2 separate regions of the Zea mays genome follow, and region 1 is linked to region 2. The links are chromatin contacts, called in public Hi-C maps. All regions are on one chromosome and are shown on one strand. The core of a region is the stretch at or near the end of the contact, and the rest is flanking DNA. Distances in the headings are between cores, read along the strand shown. Region 1 holds the start of LOC103651283 (chloride channel protein CLC-e). Region 2 holds the start of LOC100286330.

What was found. A called contact is a pair of places that touch in the nucleus more often than the background predicts.
Region 1: a Hi-C map of leaf shows a contact between it and region 2, with 7 times the contacts expected there. The contact joins the promoter of LOC103651283 here to the promoter of LOC100286330 in region 2. A contact is called at or near these places in 3 of 25 Hi-C or Micro-C datasets (leaf and root tip) and 1 of 3 datasets of contacts at active chromatin or transcription factors (leaf).

Annotation. Positions count from the first base shown.
Region 1 is chr3:210,341,314-210,347,953 of Zm-B73-REFERENCE-NAM-5.0, reverse strand. It overlaps LOC103651283 (chloride channel protein CLC-e), which reads left to right and starts at 3,002. Exons shown (of 8, transcript XR_002268197.2): 1 at 3,002-3,456; 2 at 3,979-4,366; 3 at 4,807-5,001; 4 at 5,457-5,923; 5 at 6,465-6,640. LOC103652525 (ABC transporter G family member STR2) reads right to left here and starts at 2,349. Exons shown (of 3, transcript XM_008678085.2): 1 at 1,820-2,349; 2 at 373-1,703; 3 at 1-121. The coding sequence starts at 2,287.
Region 2 is chr3:210,027,334-210,034,709 of Zm-B73-REFERENCE-NAM-5.0, reverse strand. LOC100286330 reads right to left here and starts at 2,161. Exons shown (of 3, transcript NM_001159217.1): 1 at 2,002-2,161; 2 at 1,452-1,871; 3 at 907-1,345. The coding sequence starts at 2,064. The coding sequence ends at 1,133.

The sequences.
Region 1 (6,640 bases), core at 1,753-4,252, 310 kb before region 2:
CGGGTACTTCATCGTCGAGACGGTGTTCATCCACTTCCACGCCACCGGGATGCTGTGGCTGTCCAGGAAGTAGCCGCAGAAGAGGAAGAAGAGCGCCGTGAACGCGATCACCGCAGCGTAGCTGCATCGTCGGTCGTCGCATTCACAGATCAGAATTCAGAAACACATGTTTGGGCCGGTGTTTAGGAAAGGCATGGGGGCTCTATTAGATTCAGACCGGCCCATTCAGTCCTGTGATGAGTAGGCATTCCTCCTTTTTATATGGATTGGGCTACGGGCCTAAGACTATCAGAACAAGAAACAGTTCTGGTTTTTTTTTTAAGTTTGTGACCCAATAAGAAAGTGGGGAATCGAACCAGGTGGACAACTTACCCAAGGATGAAGTTTGGCACGACGGAGCTGATGAAGACGACGAAGGAGTTGGTGGACAGCAGCGACGCGTAGAGCATGACGAGGAAGTAGAGGAACTGGCCGTGGAGCTTGAGCGCGAACCAGACGATGGCGGCGTAGGTGGCCGACTGGAGCAGGAGGAAGGGGAGGTAGGTGATGAGCCCCGCGACGACGTAGGCGGAGGCGCGGTACGCGTTGTGCGACGTCTCCCTGATGAAGATGAAGCGCTCCTGGATGAAGGCCGGCACGGCGTCGTTGGAGGAGAAGAAGAAGACGCAGACGGTGAAGATGAAGAAGCTGAGGCGGTTGGTGATGCCCTGCGCGTTGTCCTTGGGCTTGGTGAACATGGTGGCCATCAGGAACCCCATCACCGTCAGCACCATCAGCCGCGACAGGAACAGCTCCGGCGTGCGCCAGATGTTGGTGAAGTTGCGCCGCATCAGCACCCACACCTCCCCGACGTACGAGTTGGCGAACTTGCCCCTGTGCCCCAGCGCGTTGACGCCCACCCCGGGGGCGCCCGTCGCGTTCGGGGCCGCGCGGTGCGTCGGCGTCAGGTAGTCGTCCTCGTTCACCGTGTACGCGCTGCTCAGCGGCGTCGGCGTTCCCATCACGATGTCCGGCGTGTACCTGTGGTTGCCGGGGCCGGGGCCGGGGCCTGGCCTCCCGTGTTGCTGGTCCTTGTGCCTGGGGCGCCGGGACGGCGTCAGGCGCACGCCGCTCCACGGAGACTTGGAGTGCTGGCTCCTCAGGCTGCGATCGAAGTCGTCGTCGTCGCCGCCGCCGGGACCCGAGATTGGCGTCTGGACGATGCTGGACACGGTGGACAGCCCCTCGGCCCCGTAGGTGGCGGTGAGCTTGGGCGGCTTCAGGCCGGTGAGGCAGAACTCGGCCAGCGCCTTCACGCCGAACTCCGACTGCTCGTACTCCTGGATGACGTCCAGGAGGTGCTCGATGGAGCTCTCCCCCTTGGGCACCTTGCGCCCCATGCGGCCAAGGTGCGCGGTCACCTCCTTGGGCCCACCGCTGTACATGAGCTGCCCGCGCGCCAGGATGATGAGGTGGTCCAGCAGCAGCAGGATGCGCGAGGACGGCTGGTGGATGGTGAGCACCACGGTGCTACCGGCGCACGCGATGTCGTGCACCTTCTCGATCACGCTGTGCGCGCTCGTCGAGTCCAGCCCCGACGTCGGCTCGTCCAGGAACAGAAGCGCCGGCCCGTGGATGATGTCCACGCCGATCGAGACGCGCCGGCGCTCGCCGCCGGACACCCCCCTCGTGCCCTCATCTCCGATGTACGTGTTTCTCGAGGACTGCATGCATGATATATAGGTGTCTCAGTGTGTTCTGTTTTGAAGCAGAAGAGTAATGCAACAGTTGCAGTGTGTGTGGGTGCGGTTAATAATACTACAAAAAAAAAATATCGTACGGTGAGGCCGAGCTGCTCGATGAGGTTCTCGACGCGGAGCTTCTTGTCAGAGGCGGAGACGGAGGAACCGAGCCGGAAGTCGGCGGCGAACATGAGCGTCTCGTAGACGGTGAGCATGGGGAACAGGCGGTCGTCCTGCATGACGTAGGCCGATGAGCGCTTGATGAGGCTGGGGCTCATCTCGACGCCGTCCAGCGCCACGCGGCCGTCGAGGCTGGCGATGCGCCCGGCGAGCGCGTCCAGGAACGTGGACTTGCCGGCGCCGCTGGGGCCCATGACGGCCGTGACGCACCCCTTGGGAGCGTACCCGGTGATCTCGTGCAGCAGGTCCACGTCCTTCTTCTCCCACTCCCCGCCGGCGCCGCGCTGCTTCTTCACGACCGTGTACGTGAGGCCGGTGAACTCCAGACCGCCCGTGAAGCCGAACCGCCCCACGCCTGCTGGCTTCTCCGGCTGCTGCTGCGCCATGTCGATCACCGTCTCCAGGCGGTGACCGCCGCCGTGCCGGCCATTGTGCTGGTGGTGATGTTGATGCGCCATGCTGTGCACGTACGCGCCGGTGTGGTCGCCTATGAGTTTTATTTGTAGGCACGCAGCTTGTATGCTACGTACAAGCATATAATTTAAGAGCGTTACCTCCCTTGTCCGCGTGTCACTACCAGCTTTGTTATTTTGTACGGTTGGTAGATGCCTGGTTCCGGGCGACGGAAATGAGGATGGGCAACGCAGTGTGTCATCGGAGTGAACGTTTGCTGCGGTCAGTTTTTGGTCTTGACCGCCGATGTTGACTTGGGGCAGCTCGTCCTCGACACTATCATGGCCAGATCCAAACAAAACTATGTTGAAAAAAATGATTCTAGAAATGGTGAACTTTTTGGGTTTATGAAGGTTGCGAGCAAGACCAATGTAGGAGTGAGAGTTCCCAAGATAGAGCGTCAGCTGGCAGCAGCCTAGCATCGCCAACGTCCAGGGCCAGGCCCAACGGATCAGCAGGCTAGCATCGCCAACGTCCAGGGCCCATCTTAGTTTAGCAGCATGCTTGTGCGGCAGAGGAGAGAGAAAGCGAGGCAGGCTCCGAGGATAAAACGGGACGCGTCGCGGGTTCACGGCCACGCAAAAAACGAGCGAGAAAAAGAAAAAAACGGCTCCCTCCGGCCTCCGCCGAGCGACGGTACAGCAAGTCAGCAACTCGGAGTAGTTCGTTCGCTTGCCGGCGTGCCGTTTCTCTCCCCCCCTTCACCCTTTGCCTTCGTGAGCCAGTGGCTCAGCGCGCAATTCACGATTTACGAGATGAGGCTGAGATAGCCGGTGAACGATCAGAGCCCCCCATGGCGGCATTCGCAGCCCCCTCCTTGTCCTCGCTCATCCTCCTCGCCTCGCCCCACTCCGCGCCCACTCTCCTCCGCCTGCGCCGCGCGGGCGGCCGCTCTCTGGAGCTGTCGTCACGGCGCGGCGGGAGCGCGCGCCTTCGGGTCGTTCGACGAGCGGTGACGGAGGAGGAGAGCGAGGCCGCGCGCGGAGACGAGGAGGTGGAGGAGGCCCCGGAGGAGCCAGTGGCTGGCCGCGACCTCGTCACGCTCGCCGCCTGCCTCGTGGGCCTCCTCACCGGCGTCTCCATCGTGCTCTTCAACCTCTCGGTACGGTAGCCACCTCGCGAGCTCGACTCTGGTCTCATGGTTTCATCCCCGGTGTCAAACAGAGGCCGTAGTACGGTTGAACTTCAGAGGCGAATTGGTTGAAGGCAACTGAACAGCGGGTTTGGTCTTAATTTTGACATTCAGCATTGCTCAATCAGTTTGCTATGCTATCCAGTCACATTACATTCTGACAAGTCCTCGGATTTAGCATTAGTTCCCACCTAGAAGGTTACATGCTTTATCAATTGTCCTCCAACCTTACAGGTTGTAGGATCACCTTAGTTCCGCCTTGTTTAGTTGTTTATACTAATTCACAGGCTTCAAATGAACAGCGGGTTTGGACTTGAAGTTGCCTCATTGCCTGTGTCACCTTTATATGACACACTCGGAAATCTGTAACATATTGGGTCCATTTTTAGCACTGAAGAGTGAAAATGCATTGCTTAAATCATGTGCTGTCCGTTTAAAGTACATCATATTATTACATACTGTGATTTAAGATGCCCATATTTCTTGACATAGGTTCATGAAATACGTGACGTATTTTGGGACGGTATTCCTTTGCGAGGCGCTTCATGGCTGAGGGAAGAACCGATTGGTGAAGTCTGGCAGAGAGTGATATTTGTTCCGGTCAGTGGAGGTGTTATAGTGGGTGGATTGAACGCTCTAAGAAGTCAGATAGAAACTAACTCAGATGCCCCTGTGTCCAAGATAAAGAGTGCATTTAGACCATTCTTGAAAGCTGTGGCAGCATCTTTCACTCTTGGAACTGGCAATTCACTGGGTCCTGAGGGTCCCAGTGTGGAAATTGGTTCTGCAATAGCCAAAGGATTTGGTGATGTATTTGAGTGGGACGGTGGGAAAAGGCTGTCTCTTGTGGCAGCTGGGTCAGCAGCTGGGCTTTCATCTGGTAAATTTGACTAATTAGAGTTTTGATGCTTGTCGTTATTAAGTTCAGCATGCTGTGTTCTAGAAAAGTTCAACATGCTCAGAATGGTTTCTGAATTATTTTCATGTCAATGTCAAATGATTGCCCCCAACACCAACAGAACATCATGGCATCATCATTTCATCGCCTTACCTATGGCTATTGTCGATTGTTACCCCTATAATTTCTCATCACAATGCTGCTGTATGATAATTCTTTTAATCACCTTGTTGAATAGATTGATGTGCTGATAGTTATACATGATGTAATACATGGCATATGGGACACTAACCCATTAGCTTGCATTCGATTTGCCTTCCATGGATACTTGAAATTCTCAATAACTCAACATGTCTATGCAGTTTTCTGCCTTCTTTCTGATTTCATTTTACTTATATTCTATGTTATTGCCTTGTATTTAGGTTTTAATGCTGCTGTTGCTGGGTGTTTTTTTGCTGTGGAATCTGTTTTGTGGCCTTCTGCGGATTCCTCATCCCTTGCCAACTCGACACCTATGGTGATACTCAGTTCAGTGATAGCATCTGTTGTTTCAGAGATTGGTCTAGGTTCTGATCCCGCTTTCACTGTTCCGGAATATGATTTTCGCTCCCCAACAGGTACTTTATGAAATTCCTTGTACTGTTGGTCCACTTACACACAACTTTTAGTGATGAAATACGACACATATAATATTGCTGTAAGTTAGATGATGTTTGCAACTTTGCATTAATTTGTTTCAAAGTGCACATGCTTTTGTCCATTGTCCTGATAAGTTAGCTGAGGAATTGGAGGTGGTGTATATTGTCTTTGAGAGCATACAAATTTTTCTTTCTGTCCATACAAATTTACAGAAAAGTCGTTCAAATACATATTACACCATCACGGCACTACTACGTAAATAATAAGCTGTGGTACCATCTTTTGCCTGATACAGTCAAAGCATGCCTTTACAATCCTCTTGATGGTAGGATAGTTATGGTGTTTGTTTAATGATATCCTCTTTCAACATTTTGTTTCTCATGCTCCAGAGATTGAAAGTATGAGGATATTTACATGACTTCATAACTGTCAGAACTTCCTCTATACCTTTTGCTGGGTGTCTTCTGCGGGTTGGTGTCAATTGCATTATCAAGATGTACATCACTTGCTATGAAGGCAGTTGAAAGTTTACAAAGGACAACAGGGTTACCGAAGGCTGCATCTCCGGCTTTAGGTGGCCTCATTGTTGGTCTCCTTGCACTTTTGTACCCTGAAGTATTGTACTGGGGCTTTGAAAATGTTGATATCTTGCTGGAATCACGGCCATTTACAAGCGGCCTCTCAACGACCATATTGGTTCAGCTTATTGGAGTGAAAATATTAGCAACATCTTTGTGCAGGGCTTCTGGATTGGTTGGTGGTTATTATGCACCATCTCTTTTTATTGGTGCAGCTACAGGGATGGCATATGGCAAATTCATGAAGTTTACATTTACTGGCCCTGAACCATTGCTGCATGTCCCATTCTTAGATGTGGCATCACCTCAAGCATATGGCCTGGTAACATGTCTACCAAATTCAGCTTTTTCATCTGCATTTTCGTATTCTCAAATCCCTCTATATCCATCATTTTACAGTATGGTAATATTTATGCAGTTGTCCTCTGTTCAAGATTGTTATTATCTTGCTTCCACCTCTTTAAAATCCTGCCATACCATTAGCTTGTGATGTGACCTGTATAGCTCGATATATTTGCTCACAATACCACCTGCTATTAACTATTTATTCTAAAAAAGTCACCAGATAATTGCTATTAGCTTAATGACCTATTTGCTTTTTTCAATAAAAAATAAATGATTGTGAAGATAACAAGAATTTAAAATTGTTTATTGGGGCTTACTAGATTTCCCTTGCAACGTACAGGTACCTATGTAGTGTTAACTAGCTTTCTACTCCCTGTCACAACTTATTGCCAATGAAACTTACACATTATAATCTTGGACGGCAATATTAAGCAGTGTGATCTCTGCTTATGTTTTCTTCCTTTTTGTTTAATCCTCTGATCTCTGCTTGTTTCTTCCTTTTTTATTAATCCTCACAGGTAGGTATGGCAGCTACCCTCGCCGGTGTATGCAAGGTGCCTCTGACATCTGTCCTACTACTTTTTGAGCTTACACAAGACTATCGTATAGTTCTACCTTTGCTCGGGGCTGTTGGGTTATCATCCTGGATTGCTTCTCCTCAAAGGTTCTCTAAAAGAATTAGGAGTAAGCTGGA
Region 2 (7,376 bases), core at 912-3,411:
CCCTCCAATCCATAACAATTTTTTAAGGGACATAAATTGAATACGAAGAGATTTAATTTTACCCTCCAATCCATAACAATTTTTTAAGGGACATACTATAGGGGTAGATACTCAGATGTTTGATGACCATTAAAAACCTCACAATATACCCAATCAGGGGGTATATAGCAATTAAGTTTAGTCACCGAGATTATCAGTTAAGTTTAACTTTTGGCTTAAGTTGTTTAGCCACCGGTATTAAGTTGTTTAGCCAGTAGCTTAAGTTTAACCATTGGTACTAATTAAGTTTAGCCACCGGTACCGATTAAGTTTAACTTTTTAACTTAAGTTGTTTAGCCACCGGTATCGAGTAACGTTCTACCCAATACACTTCCTAAGTCTTAGGCACCGGGGCTGCTTTAGATACCGATGCTGAGGTTAAGTTTAGGCATCTTTAACTTTTAGTTTAAATTATTTAGTCAACTTTTAGCTTAAGTTGTTTAGTCACCAGTACTTGTTTTAGGCTTAAGTTGAAGGCCACCGGTACCAACCAACTTCAGGTTTTACCAGGCACCGGTGCTGATAAACATCTGATCTCTGATTTCTTTCAGAGGTAAGACGGTACATAAATCTGCTTTACATCTCGGACCTGTTCTTCAGGTCTTGGAATCATCTGTGTGCTGCTGTGGTTAGTCATTTGCGTCGTGGTTATTTTGGTAACTCTATTTCTCTGATTTGTATTTTTTCCAATAGCCCTAAGTGCATAAAACTGAACATTCGATTTGCATGCTTTTGTCATGTCGTCGTAAAAATAAGAGGAGGTTGACAGGTACCAGTACGGCAGTACCACCAAAAATGCAAAGCAGCAAGGCAAGCCAACAGGATCAGAGGGCAGACGAATGACAGTCGGACGTACACAGTGCTAGATGAAAATAAAACAACAGCTTTGCGACTTTATTATTACATATACATCGTTGAGTCGAAAGCGCGGAGGCTTCAGTCGACACAAATGTCAAACGACCCGTCCTGAAGAGAGTTTACAGCATGCACCAAACACTGAAAGTTTGAAATGAAATGAGAAACTTTTGAACCTAAATGATGGGATCAGAAACTTCTGGAACAGAAACACTGAGAAGTTTGGCTGCCGTGTCCTCTAATAGTCCCTGCCAGGCTTGCGGGTGCTGGTGTCCTTGCCGGCGTCGGTGGTGGTGGTGCCGTCCTTGTCCTCGCCGGCCATGCCGAGCGAGTTCATCATCGCGTCCTTGGCTCCCACGGCGGTGCTGACAACCGTGTCCTTGGCCCCCACGGCCGTGCTGACAACCGTGTCCTTGGCCCCCACGGCCGTGCTCATCACCTTCTCCCCTGCCTGAACAGCCGAAGAACGAATGTATTTTGAGATCGAATAACCCATTTTCGCAGTAGCAAAGACGGGAGAGAAGCTAACAATGACTAGGCATCACCGTGCATCTCACCTGCTGCAGGAGGGCGCCGGTCTTGTCCTTGCCGGCCACCACGGTGTCCTTGGCGTACAGCGCGGCGCCGGCCGCCTTCTGCCTGGCGGCCTCGGCCGTCTGCGCGACGTAGCTCCCGGTCTGCTGCGCGCCGTCGCGGGCGCGGTCCCCGGCAGCGCCGGCCGCGTCGGACGCAGTGTCCCTGGCGCGGCCAGCGGCACCGGAGGCCGCGTCCTTGGCCCGGTACGCCCTGTCCTTGGCCGCCTCCCCGGCGTCGTGGCCCATCCCCATGGTTCGGTCCGCGGCGGCGCGCGCCTTCTCCCTGGTCGCCTCCATGGCGTCGTGGCCCATTCCCATGGCGCGGTCGGAGGCGTCGGACGCCTTGTGCTTGGCCTCCCTCCCTTTCTCCTGCGTCGCCCCCATCACTTGACCCGTCTTCTCCTGCGATGCAGCAGCCAACGTTAGTGTCCACTCTATCGTGTGGAGTAGGTAACTGCAAAAGGACGACGGAGCGAGCAACGCGCGGGCACGGCGGCTGGAAGCGCGGTGCGCGCGCGTCTCATCTCATCACCTCGGCACGGGCCTTGGTCTCGCCGGCGTGGTAGCTAGTAGGATGCTGCTGACGAGAAGCCATCGCTGAGCTTGGATAAAAGATTGGATCCAACGAAACTGTGAGCTTCCCTTCCCTGAGCTTGGATAAAAGGCTTTCGTTAACTCGTTGTTGTCTGTGTGAGTGTGACAACGAACTGCTTTGGTTCACATTTATACCCTCGAGCTGCAAAGCGGAGGCTGGGGGATACGTGTCCTGCATGGGCAAGCGCTGGGTGCCACGTTGAGAGGACACGCGTTGCCACCGGCAGGGGCTCTCCAGGTGTCCGCCTCTGGCTGGCGCGACCGATACGGCCATACGGACGGGACCGACAAAGCACGAGAGCAAGCAGACCAGCGCGTCGGACGGACCCAAATCGGAGGAGAAGGTGAGAAGGGCGACGCGGCGGAAGGGGCTCGCGGCGCGAGGGTCAGTGCACGCGATCCCCTCGTGATGCGGCCGTTGGGTTGCGCGACCGCGCCGTGGCGCTTGACTGCTTGCCTTGTGATTGACTTAAGTTGAGTTCTTATGCTATCAAATATTTAAATATTAATTATGAGTATTAAATATACTCTTAATTAATTTAATAAATTTACCATGTCATTTAAATAGTCTAATCAACTTATAGAGAAAGGACGAACGCACGTAGTATATTATACTGTCTTGAGCAATGTCCTCTAAATTTTATCCTCTAAAATAATATTAATTGTCTTTTACAGCACATTCTAAAATATTATGTTCTTTATATATTCCTCGTCTCCGGCAATGTACTCTAAATTTCATCCTCTATATCTATTCTCTACACTTTTTTCTTCAATATTTAAAAAAAATCAAAACTGTATTTTCTCAAAAAATAAGACCTTTAGAAATTTAAATTAACTTTTTATTTGTATTAATAAATACCTTTTACAACGACGGTGTTGAGGTTGTTGGGATTTTCCTTTTTCCGTTCATGTGCCTCTCGTCGAGCAGGTCATGTGCCTCTCGTCGAGCAGGTTAGGCCACACCAAGACCAGAGCAGTGCCGCAGCCGATCTCCTCTACATCGTGTCATCGTGACACCTAATTAACCACATTAACGTCTGCAACCGAGCTTCTCCGTGCTCGTAGTGCTCCTCCCTGGCCGAGCACCTTCACTCTACCGCATCCAACCTTCTTCACGCCGCCTGCCAACGACTTCGTCACCGTCTGCCCCAATCTTTGCCATGTTCGGGAGCTTCAGTTACATGTCACGCCCGTTACCGACGACACCCTCGTCGTAGCTGTCTATGCGCGCAATTCGGTGTCTTAGTGGCGAAGCCGCGCTCGGTTGGCCGAATAGCGTGTGCACAGTGATTCGCCAAGAATAACGTGTGCAAGTACCGATCGCTATTTTAGCGGAAGCTTTACAATTCGCTGTTGGACGCTATAGAGGAGGTTGTGTTTGCCAGATTTAGGTTACAGAACGGTATAAAGTTCATTGTTGAAGAGAGTCTTAGAACGCAGCTAGTGTCGGGTTACGTTTGTAGAAGGTCACTAGACCGATGGGAATACACAGGCAACAACACAAACACACCGTCCACCTGGCTCGGTGCAACCATTTTTTATTTGTCTTTTTTTTTAAATCTTGTATTTGCATATCTATTTAGGTTATGTTTGGAACCTCTAGGTCTGATAGTTAGCTAACTAATGAACTAATTGTTAACTATGAGTTAGCTAACAATTAGCTATGGTATTAGCTAGAGGTGTTTGGAAACTTTACAACTAATTTTAGTAGCTAATTATTAGTTTTAGAGGATCCAAATAGAATTTTATAGTATTATTATATTTATAGGGTCGTCGATCTATAAATATAGACAGGACATCAAGGTATCATGGCACCATTGAAGTATACTCCATCATGACCATAGCACTGTAGAATCTTAGTATCATAGATCGTGACAACAAGATCAACTTCAAAGATCTCGATACCAAGGTTGCTACCACATATATTGGCACCATGTTCTAATAAATTTTATATTCACAACACTTCAACTTTATCACTCCCAAACCAAAGAACTATGATTCAAAACTTTAGAAACTTAAGGTTTGAAACTTTTAGCAATAAATTTCTAAAGTTTATGCACCCTACTCTCATAACTTTAAAATTTGAAAGTTCGCTCTCCAGATTCAGAAATTTCATAAAACACAATTCAAGACTTTGCACTTATATATCACAAAAAATAATAATTCAAACTTTACCCTCCAATTTTATGAACTTTAAACTACGACCGTTCACATTTGTACTCTCAAACTACCACATTTCAAAGACTTCTAATTTCAAATTTTATATTGACAACTTCCCAATTATATATATTTTAAAATTACTACATTGATATATATTATTGTGTGTGTTACTAATGTAATGGGTCTTGGTACAACCCATATATTGTTTCTATTTATATGCACAAACCTACCCCAATTAGGTTAACCTACCCCAATTAGGTTTAGGGTTTTCTTCTCCCAACATAGTATCAAGTCAATCTAGTCTTCCTCTTCTATGCCTCTCTCCCTTGAGCGACGTCATATGGCTGCTCCTCATGGTTGTCGTACCCCTCTCCCACCGGTGGGTAGCCGTTTGCCACCGGTGCTCCACTATAGATCGCCATCCCCATCCGTGCTAACATCTAAGCACGCCTGCTCCGCACCCGCGTCGGCCTAGACCTATCCTCCATCATGCCAATGATTGGTGTGCCCTCCCCTCCCCCCTTTGTGTTGGCTACCGCCTGACCACCCCTGCCTCTTGCCACGCCCAATCCCTCTGTGTCCGCGCATGACTGCCCAGTGCTCGGCCACCCGCGTCTGCTACCTGGTCTACGACCGCTTGGGCCATGCTCGCCTAGGCCCACATGGCGGCGGCCATGTTTGGCATAACCACACCAAGTGTCCAGTGCCAACATGCTCATGCCTAGCCCGGTTGTACCCGCCCCATCATCCATCGTTGTTGGTGCTCTCCTCATGCCATCTGTGTGTGTCCTCCTAACACCAAGCTCGCTCGTCCCTACACCAACCATGCCTACTCCTGCATAGCTCGACCCTAGCTTCACGAACCACTACCTCGACAACATTGTTGTCACTCTACCTTGGCAGCTACCCTCTCCACTGTTAAGCCCATTGTATCTGTTGTTCATCACCTCGAATGCACTGTGACCTTCACCTGGGAGCACGAGCGCACCTGAAAGGGAAATGTGCTACATGACATTTCTAGTTTGGTTTTGGTGATTAATGACCAACAAAATCCAGAGATCTAACTAGTTTGCTAAGCATGTGCTTGTAGGTTCATAAGTGTTAAATTGTGGAATCCAACTCAACCCTTAGCTCAAACAAAGGCATAATAGGGCAAATCTTAGAGAAGTTGAACTATGAGTAGTTCAAAGGTTTGGATAAGTTCTAACCACCCTTAGAATTATTTTTTAGCACCTTATAAGGTTTAGAATGAGAGATTTTAGAAAAGGTGCATTTGGAGCCCAGTTTGAGTCTAAACAAGGAACCTATGTTGGAGATTAGTAAAAACTGAAAAAACTATGACTTAGACTTGATGGATCTAAATAAGTTTGTCTAAGTCGTAGAAATACTCTCAAGTTTTAGTCAATCGAAGTTGGAGAAGAAAATCATAAAAGAGTTAAAGTTCAGTTGTCCAGTGGTGCACCGAACCAATCCGGTGGTATACCAAACCACCTTTCTAGAAGCGTCTGCGAAAGACTCCCTATGGCCTGGCGCACCAGACCAGTACGGTGGTGCACTGGACCACTTTACTAGAAAGCTCTACAGAAGCGATCTTGTGGCCTGGTGCACCAGACCAGTCCGGTGGTTCGTCGGACCACTTTACTAGAGAGGTTGGCAGAAGGATCCAGAAGCACTTCGACACGCTAGACTAGTCGGTCCAAAGAAAACTTCAGCATTGAGTAGTTGGCTACAACAGCTAGCTAGCGTGGTAGGACACATGGCGTGGTCTAGTGGTGCACCGGACTATTCCAGTGAGACCGAACAAAGGCATGTCAAAGCAGACCCCGTTGATTGAGGTAACCGTTGGAGGTCCAATGTGCACGAGACCAGTCTGATGCACCCAAGGAAAGATCATATTTTGCAGATTTCGACTAATTGCTATTTGAGGGGTTTGGGGCTATCTAGTTGGCTCAAATATATTCCTAGGTGTTTTTAGAACTTATCCAAGATGTTGAAATACCAATGGTTCATCTTCTCTAAAATATACCCCATTTGGCTAGGTTTGAGCTGTTTCTGACTTAGAATCTTGGTTTGTCGATCTTATGAACATGTAGTCATGTACTTAGCAACTAGATAGTTCATATGATTGTGATGGTCATTAAGCACAAAAACAAATCTAGAAATTGATTAAACACAATTTTACTTTTAGCGACGTAGGTTCTTTAGAACCGAACCTCGGTAAACAACTCATGTGTTCTTTATTTTTTGTTGTGCTTTGTTCTTCTCTCTCCCTCCCTCTGTCGGAGAGGCGATTCTCCGGCCGGGTGGCGGAACGCACCCGCCCTAAATCCTAAGATGAGGAGGGGCCTAAACGTTTTGTCTGCTAGATGGATTCGGGATGAACACGGGAACACACAAGGGTTTAGAGTGGTTCAGGCCGCCGGAGCGTAATACCCTACTCCACTGTCTATGTATTGTATGAGAGTCTGAGTCAATCTGAGTTGGGTCTGAGTGAACCTGCCTTGTAACGTCGTGTGCCCTCCCTATTATAGCTCAAGGGGGGCACGTACCAGGATGCTGAGCCCTGACATGTGGGCCCAGGAACAAAACGGAGGGAATACATTATAGAAGTAACTAATGCGAGTACGCCTGAGCAATCTACAGGCGTGCTGATGTCCGCAGCTGCTTCCTTGGTGACGCGCGAATAATGATGACCATAGTGCATGCGGCAGCATGGGCATACTACCTGCCAGCGGAATGGACAGGCATGCCGCCTGTGGAATGGACTAGTCACCGCGTGCCCGCGGAATGGATAGGTCTCATTAAATGCGGAGGCGGCACGTCGCCTGCCAGTGGAATGGACAGGGCTCATTAAATTCCGAGGAGGCACATCGCCTGCCAGTGGAATGGACAGGCGGCGCGCCTTGTCCGCAATAAATGCAGAGGTCGTGCAACCCAGAGGCCTTACGTCAGGCTCTGCACGTTGGCTTACGTCACGTGCACCATGCCACGTGGCAGCATTGGGGCTCCGCCTGAGCGAGGAGCAGAAGCGTATACGGTATGGTCCAGACACCTGTCGGTTCCGGACCCCCGCCTGGCCTCGATTAAGGCCTGGGTATTCTTTGTCTCGGAATCCCGGGACCCTCCTGTGAGTGGCCCGGACCCCACACAGAG